Linked DNA regions of Mus musculus: regions 2 and 3 are each linked to region 1. The links are chromatin contacts, called in public Hi-C and promoter capture Hi-C maps. All regions are on one chromosome and are shown on one strand. The core of a region is the stretch at or near the end of the contact, and the rest is flanking DNA. Distances in the headings are between cores, read along the strand shown. Region 1 holds the start of Adra1b (adrenergic receptor, alpha 1b). Region 2 has its middle 18 kb from the start of Gm12153. Region 3 has its middle 19 kb from the start of Ttc1.

Region 1 (2,593 bases), core at 61-2,560:
TGAACATTCCGACTACAATGCCCAAGGTTTTGGCTGCTTTCTTTTCCCTGGAGAACTTAAAAAGTTTGACAGCTATGGAACTCCTGGGGTTGTGGCCCTTGGCCTTGGTACTGCTGAGGGTGTCCTCATGAAAGTTCTTAGAGTGGATTCTCAGGGTCAGCTCTTTGGAGTTGGACATTTCCTTCATGACTCCCGCCTCCAGATTCTTGGTGGTCCTCTTGGCCACGATGTAGACTCGGCAGTACATGACCAGGATGACCGCCAGTGGGATGTAGAAGGAGCCCAGGGAGGAAAAGAGGGCGTAGAAGGGTTCTTCTGTGACCCCACATTCTTTGTCGTCATTGGGCGCAGGTTCTTTCCATCCAAGGAGAGGCCCGATGGAGATGACCGTGGACAAGACCCACACACTGAGGAGCGCCAAGATGGCCTTCCTGCGGGTGACCAGCGTGGGGTACTGCAGAGAGTATCGCACCCCAATGTAGCGGTCAATGGAGATGGCACATAGGCTCAGGATGGAGGCCGTGCAACACAGGACATCAACCGCTGCCCAGATGTCACAGAAGATGCGCCCCAGCACCCAGTAGCCGAGCACTTCCAGGGTAGCGGAGAAGGGCAGGACTGTGAAGCTCAACAGCAGGTCAGCAATGGCCAGGTTGACAATGAAGTAGTTGGTGGGCGTCCGCAGGTGCCGGTTGCAGGCCACCGACAGGATGACCAAGATGTTGCCCACGATGGCAAAGAGGATGAAGGCGCCCAGCACCAGGCCCACAGAGATGGCCCTGGTGACGTCCAGCTGGGGCAGTGTGGAGTTGCTCGAGGTCTGGTTGGGGCCAGTGAAGTTGGCATCTTTCAACTCTCCCCAGTGGGCAGGTGCTGATGTGTTGTGGCCGGTGTCCAGATCGGGATTCATTTTAAAGTCCGCCCTCCATAGCCAGGGAGGAGATTGGGCTCGGAAGGGCTGCGACCAAAGCTCCTCAGCTGCCCTGAAACTTTGCTCCCTCCGTGGTCTTCTTTCCAGAGGCGTCCTCCTGGCGAGAAGTCATCTCCCCCGGGCAGCCTAGCCCGGCAGCACGTCGCCTGCCTGCACCCAGCGGCTCGCTCGCCTGTCAGAGGGAGGAGGAGGAGAGAGGGGACGAGGCGGCAGCTCCAAGTTTAATGGTCCACGTCAGGCGCGCCTGGCCGGGCTGGCGCGGGAGCGCGGGGAGGAGCGGGCGCCGGGCCGGGGGTGCCCGGCTGTGCCCGGCCCGCGGCGGGTCTACGGACCGCGGTGCCTTCTCCGCCCAGCGATCGCGAGGAGGGTCTGCTTTCAATGAGCCGCCTCTGGGCTGACTGCACGGCGGTGACATCAGGCGGGGAAGCCCGGGCGCCCTGACTCTGTGCGGCACTAGGGGGCAATGCGGGTCCAGCCAAGGAGCGCAGCCCCGACGCCAGCGCCAGCCTAGTCGGCTTGGAGACCTGCCGCGCCCGGCACCGCTCCCTCTGCGGGGATGGGGCGGGGAGCAGAGCAGGGGATCCGGGTGTGGGCATCCCGGTTCATACACCCCAGGGGGCCCGCTGGGATTATTTTTTCCCCCTGTTCACGCTTCAGTTAAAAGGTAGGGTGGGGATGCTTACCTCTAATGGGGGCTCCTGGAGTCAAGCCATGGGTTCAGAGAGATGTGCAACTTCTACACAACTGGCTTCTACAAAAGGAAGAAAATCCCTGCGTTAGGCAGGTGACAGAGACTTGAGTCACATCTGAGACCAGGCGTATACTTTAGTTCCCCCTTGCAACCTCTTTGGCCTTGATAAAACCTAGAAACTTCTGTTGCTCATTCATTCGTTCAGTTATTCCCTGCACACATTCCTTCAGTGGATTGTTAATGTCCACCTCCAGGCAGTGGCTCCATTCTAGGCACTGTTCTCCAACAGTTAGAAGGGTACCCAGATTCCTGACCGGCAAGTGGAAGCTTATCAAACAAGCAAAATCTGAAGCGAGACATCTAATGACAGGAGTTTAGGAGAAGATTAATTGAGGACAGAGAAATGCAACCAGGGTATGGAAGAATATGAATTGGATTTTTTTTTTTAATGACAGAGTATGATGTAGCTCAGGTTGCCCTCCAGCTCACTGTATAACACAAGAATACCTTTGAACTCTTGATTTTCCTATGGCCACCTCCTGAGTGCTGGAATTACAAGCATGTACCGCCGTGGTTGGTTTATTTGATACTGGGGATGGAATTCAGGGCTTCGTGCATTCTAGGCAAGCACATACTCTACCAAGTGAGCAGCATCTCTAGGCTGAACTTGACATTTTAAGAAGGGGCTTGGGGTTGTCACTAAAGAGATAGTTGAGGGAGGGAGGGAAGGAGGGAGGAGGGAGGGAGGGAAGGAGGGAAGGAGGGAAGGAGGGAAGGAGGGAGGAAGGGAGGGAAGGGTGAGAGGGAGCTAGTTGTATCTCTGGGAGTAGAGAGTGAGGACTGATTGCCAAATCCTGGGGAAGGGACTTGGGGGGGGGGGTCTTGCCTGTTGGCTCTTTTCTTGTATTGCCTTGTATACATGTAGGCTATTAGGCTACAAACCCTATTTCCAGAGGTGGGTAATTACAAAA
Region 2 (2,593 bases), core at 35-2,534, 100 kb after region 1:
AGTGACCAGTATCATGTTGTAGATGATGGGTGGAAGTGCTGAAGATGCTGGGCTATCAGCTTGGATGCTACAACTGTGTCAAAGGAATTTTGTGAGCAGAAAAATATAGATATAGATATAGATTAGATATAGATATAGATATAGATGTAGATGTAGATATAGATATATGATATAGATATATGATATAGAAAGATGATGGTGTTACCTATAACCAGAGATGAAGGACCACCTTCACACCTAAAATGTGATGGCAGTAACACAAGAAGCTGCGTTCTTCGAGTTCTATGCTCCAAGTCTGTGTCTCCATTGTCACTGAAAAGAAAGGCCCAGACACAGTGGTGTATATTCATTCAGCAAAGATGATCCACACTGCCTGAGAGTGCTGGGGGAGTTTCAAGAAGAAGCTAGGTAAGACCCTGGCCTCATGGAGAGTTTGCCCTTTAAGAACAACGACAGAGCTTAGCAAATTTACATGCATTATTATAATTTCATTGGTGGTGTTCATTTTCTGTTGTTGTTGAAAAAATAATTGCCATGAACCTCTTGGCCCAGCATGACTCAAATTCATTATCTTATAGATCTGAGAACCGGCAGCATGGTGTGGGTGTCACTAGGTTCAAATCAAAGTGCCAGTGGAGTTGTGTCCCTTCTAGGGACACAGATTCTAGGAACTTCTCACATCCCTAAGCTCATGCCTTCTCACATCACTGAGACTTCTGTTTCAACTGCGACAGCACCACTGACCCTCTGTTTCCCTCTGATAAAGACACCCTGGTCCGCAGTGTAGTTAAGCATCGTGTCCTTGGCTCAAACATACTCAGGACTTAAACACTCTGCAAATTCTCTTTCAGATACCCTCAAACCCACAGGATCTAGGGATTAGGGTGTGGACCTCTCTGGGAGCCCAGAATGCAGGCTGCCATTGGCAAAGACGGTCTAAAGTAAAGCAATGTAAGGTTGAGTCAGGCCATTGCTGAGCAGAAGGTACCTAAGGAGAGTATGTTAACTACTTTTCTCATTGCTGTAGTCAAGTAGTCAAGAAAAGAGTCTGGGGGCGGGGCAGGATTTATTCTGGCTTACAGTTGGAGAGGATCATTCCATCCTGGGGTGTGTGTGTGTGTGGGGGAAGACATGGCTCAGGAGTAGGAGGCTGGCTGTTTATAATCTATCTATAGTCAGGAAACAGTGAATAGGAAGTGGAGCCAGACTTTTAAACCTCTGTGCCCATCACAGTGACTCACCTTCTTCAACAAGACTCCACCTCCTAAAGATTCTACAACTTCCCCAAATATAATAATCAGAGAAACAGCACAGAAACAATTATACAAACACATGAGTTGATTCAGAGGTAGGGGGAAGGCATTTCACAATCAAACCGCAATAGAGCATCATCGTGTGGTTGGTTTTCCACTTGACGGATTCTGAATGAGGCTATCAAGGGCTTGAGGACATAATTTGAAAAGAAAAGGAGCCAAAGGCAGAGAGTACTGCCTCTTCTACCAGGTAGAGGTCAGGTCAGACCTGAAAATGAGGAGCAAAGAGGTAACAGAAACAACAGGAGTGGGGAGGTCCCAGATGTGTGTGAAGCTCACATTAGAGGAAGTAAGAACTCTGGGAGCTGAGTGCCAGCCACCCACTAGTGTTCACATTTAAGGCCAGGTTCCCTGTGACCGAAGCTTAGCTGTGGTCCACAGTTAGTGCTCTGTGAGTGTCCCTGTACCTTGAAAGGGACAGTGTGTGGGAGCCTCCCTGCTGTAGGCCACAGGGCCTACTCGCTTTGGAGAAACTACCCAGAAAATTTGATTCTTTGGTCGTTCTTCCTTTTCATCCAGATGACAGTTTTCTCCCATTCACTCCTTGTTTTGATTTTCACTTTCCTTCCATCCTAACAAGCTATTGCTGAATCCTTCCCTTCCAGTGGAAATTCCTAGAAAATATTAATGTGTTATATATGAAGGTTCCAAGGGTGTGGTGTGTTTGGCTAAGAAAACAGAGCTTTGTGGACTCATGAGCAATCTCAAAAGAAATATTCTTCTTTCCCTGATGTTTGTTCCTCAACTGGAAAACCACCTATTTTTCTACCACCCTACTCAGCTTTATAGTCTCTTAAGTTCACCATCCCTTCCCTTTGGTTTGAACGACAGATACTTATCTCTATAGAAGAATCACTATGCTCAGAAATTTGCTTCATATAGGTACATTATAGAGCACAGAGTAGCAAGAAGCAGGTTGTCATGGGTTTGCCCATTGTCAGTGGACTGAGTGACACACATGCCCTGGCTGTGTGGCCAGAAGGGGTTCCGTTCACTTAGCTGGAGGGCTCTCTTTTCTACGGCCGAAGGTAATCCTCAGATGATCCTGTCTGCTTCCCATCTCATCCCAGAGCAGATGTGAGTGGGGCGAAGGCTAAGGTGGTCATTCTAATACAGTTGGGGAACAGTGGGCAGATTTCACCATCACGACCATGGACCTTTGTGGAGCATCTGAACATTTTGTAATTTTCCTGAAACCTGTGTTTTTTACATTATTACTTTCTTCTTTTGTGTTCTCTCTGCCCCAGTGGTTTCCTATTCAGGCAACATTGGACAGCTCT
Region 3 (2,593 bases), core at 70-2,569, 69 kb before region 1:
CAACAATCAATGTGAATATCTTTCTTCCTGCACAGTTGGACCACTGCCAAGCTTCTGACCTTTTTAATGTCCACGTACAACCTGAACTTCACCATCCTTTGGAAGGCACACAGACTGAACCTGATGCTTCTATCTCAGCACTTTGGAAAGAGGGGGAAAGACACGATCTTCCTCTGAATGTGAGAAAATGTATTGAAATGCCTTACGTAGTTTTTGCTTCAATTAGAAGTCCCAAAAGGATCAAACATCTTGGCAGCTGATGCTCCATTGATGGATGCTAAAAGGAAAAGTTCTGTTTTCTTTTTAAATTAAAAGCACTTATGTGCAAATAAAAAGTATCAGCCAAAAATAAAGGTATTAATAAATTACACTTTGTCAGAATTAAATATTCCTGCATTTTAAAGGACATAATTAAGGAATTCAAATACACGGTATCAACTAAGAGAAAAGAACATATACATAAAAGGAGTTGCATGTTATGGAAATAAAAAGAAATCTTTAAAAAATGATTGGATGTGTGCACTTGAGTTTGGGTACTTGTAGAGGCCAAGAGAGGTTGTCAGACATGAATGCTTGGAATTGAATCTAGGTTGTCTGAAAGAGCAGCAAGTGCTCCCAACAGCTGAAATATTTCTCCAGTTCCAGAAATAAGGAAACCTAACATCTCAGCTTGAAATAATATATCTTGCTAAGATGAAAATATCTATTAAAAATGAGCAGACTTGAACACACCATCAAAAAATGTATGGAGGGCAAATAAGCAGATAAGACATTTGACGGTACTAGTCATTAGGGAAATGCAAATTCAAGCCACAGGAAGAGTACCACCAACCTGTTAGAATGACTACAATTAAAGCCGACTAATGCTCTCGGAGCTGGTGAGGAAGCAGAGTAACTGGCTGTCTTATGCCTCGTTGGCAGGAAAGCAAAGTGGCCAGGCAATATTAGAAACAGCCAGGCAAAATCTGGAAAGTTGAATATGCATCTGCCAGATACCCTGGCAATATTGCTCAAGAGACTTTGTGTGTGTGTGTGTGTATGTGTGTGTGTGTATCTACAATTCATAGCATTATTAGTCAGACTCAGGAAAACTACCTCTTTTCCAGAAAAATATCCCACTCTGAGTAGTATTTGGAGGGTTCCTAGACTTGTTGAAGCTAACACACAGATCCCAAGTTAAGTACCCTTAACCTAGGATTCCAGAACATTTCCCCAACTGAGAGTCAAGGGAAGAGCTGCAGAGAAGATCCAAGCTGAATTGCAGAGCAACGTTTCATTCGCGTTGCTTACTCGTATTGGACAGCAGATGGCGCGCCCGCCTGCCTGAACGCCGGGCAGGTTGCACTCTAAGAACGCGGTGGCGCGCGAGGGGGCGTGGCGCAGTGCCTCTCACCACCTCGTCCGAGAAACAGCTTCCAAGTGTGCGTGGAGGAAGGACGCCAGATTGCAGGTGGCTAGGAGCAGCCCCGGGGGGCCCCCCTCTGTATTCCTTCCTAGCGTTGAGCTGTAGATGCGGCGTAGCGGTGGAGAGATGCGCGTCCCTCAGGGTGCTTGGATGCGGTGTGCGAGCAGAGCTCTTGGCAGTAAGCACAAACCACAGAAACCTGACTGCAAATACTTCCACATGCAAAGGAGGAAACCGAAACCTTCCTGCGTCATTTAAAAGGAACGAAAGCTGGAGATGTAGTTCAGTGGTAAACTCTTGTCTAGCTTACGTGAGTGAGGGCTAGGTTCAATTCTCTGTACTGGCAAATTCAAATAAAATAAAACCAAACGAAAAGCATCCAAACAACTCTGTTTTTTTTTTTTTTTTTTAACCTTCTTATAGAGCGGTCTTTCCCCTGCACACTAGACTTCTTCCTTATTGTGGGCAGTGTGGTACAGGTAAACTAAGAGAAGCTTGACTGAAGACGCGTAGGGCTTGTTTTCTCAGCTGCTATCCTTGGCTCATCCAAGCAGGAGGGTAGAAGTTAGAGCCTGAAAAGCAGAGAGACGCTCAGCCTGGGCAGAGAAGAAGAGACCCCTCGAACTTAGTACTGGGGAAAGTGAGTCCCAGAAGGCAGTAGGCATTGTAAGGTTACTCAATTGGTTGACATGTATATCCCTCCGAATAAGGATGAAGGTGTCTGGTGTGCAGGCAAAACAGTGTTTTGTAGGGGGATCAGGGTTTCTAAAAGCCAGTTGTTTTCATGGGGTCATAAATTAGCCCAGCTCCTAAAGCAATGATGCTTTGCAGCAAGGGTTCTCAACCCGTGGGTCGCGACCCGTCTCGAGAGTTTGACTAACGTTTTCACAGCGGTTACATATCCAGATATCCTATCCTGCGTATCAGATATTTACATCACGATTCATACCAGCAGCAAGATTACAGTTATGAAGTAGCAACGAAAGTAATTTTATGCTTGGGCTCATCATAAAGCAAAAAACTGTATTAAGGGATTCCAGCCTGAGAAAGGTTGAGAAACACTACTCTAGCGCATTGCTTCTCAGCAGCCTGCCTGTGATTTCAGCACCAGGGAGAGGCAGAGGCAGGAGGATCACCTTGGCGTTCAAGGCTAACTTGGGTGAGTTCCAGGTCCACTTGTGCTAAAGT

What was found. Promoter capture Hi-C pulls out the DNA fragments that hold promoters and counts their contacts. A called contact is a pair of places that touch in the nucleus more often than the background predicts.
Region 2: a contact with region 1 is called in a promoter capture Hi-C map of the SN4741 cell line, with 3 times the contacts expected there. The contact joins the enhancer-like site here to the promoter of Adra1b in region 1. A contact is called at or near these places in 1 of 39 promoter capture datasets (the SN4741 cell line), 1 of 15 datasets of contacts at CTCF or cohesin (the NIH/3T3 cell line), 3 of 484 Hi-C or Micro-C datasets (embryonic fibroblasts, nephron progenitors and reprogramming fibroblasts), 2 of 115 datasets of contacts at active chromatin or transcription factors (both in embryonic stem cells) and 2 of 9 other capture datasets (adipose tissue and pancreatic islet).
Region 3: a contact with region 1 is called in a Hi-C map of embryonic fibroblasts, with 6 times the contacts expected there. The contact joins the enhancer-like site here to the promoter of Adra1b in region 1. A contact is called at or near these places in 26 of 484 Hi-C or Micro-C datasets (the C2C12 cell line, the HL-1 cell line, the MC3T3-E1 cell line and 17 more) and 3 of 115 datasets of contacts at active chromatin or transcription factors (VIP interneurons, cardiomyocytes and heart atrium).

What each region holds. Positions count from the first base shown.
Region 1 is chr11:43,835,179-43,837,771 of GRCm38.p6, forward strand. It overlaps Adra1b (adrenergic receptor, alpha 1b), which reads right to left and starts at 1,311. Exons shown (of 2, transcript NM_007416.4): 1 at 1-1,311. The coding sequence starts at 910.
Region 2 is chr11:43,939,372-43,941,964 of GRCm38.p6, forward strand. No RefSeq gene overlaps it. Among named protein-coding and RNA genes, the nearest start is that of Gm12153, 18 kb to the right of the region's middle. Within about 2 kb of position 1,285, at least 8 of the 459 cell types and tissues checked have an H3K27ac peak or open chromatin away from gene starts, as enhancers often do. A contact at or near this core is called in the SN4741 cell line, where this site is marked.
Region 3 is chr11:43,765,697-43,768,289 of GRCm38.p6, forward strand. No RefSeq gene overlaps it. Among named protein-coding and RNA genes, the nearest start is that of Ttc1, 19 kb to the left of the region's middle. Within about 2 kb of position 1,320, at least 88 of the 459 cell types and tissues checked have an H3K27ac peak or open chromatin away from gene starts, as enhancers often do. A contact at or near this core is called in the C2C12 cell line, VIP interneurons, embryonic fibroblasts and 1 more, where this site is marked.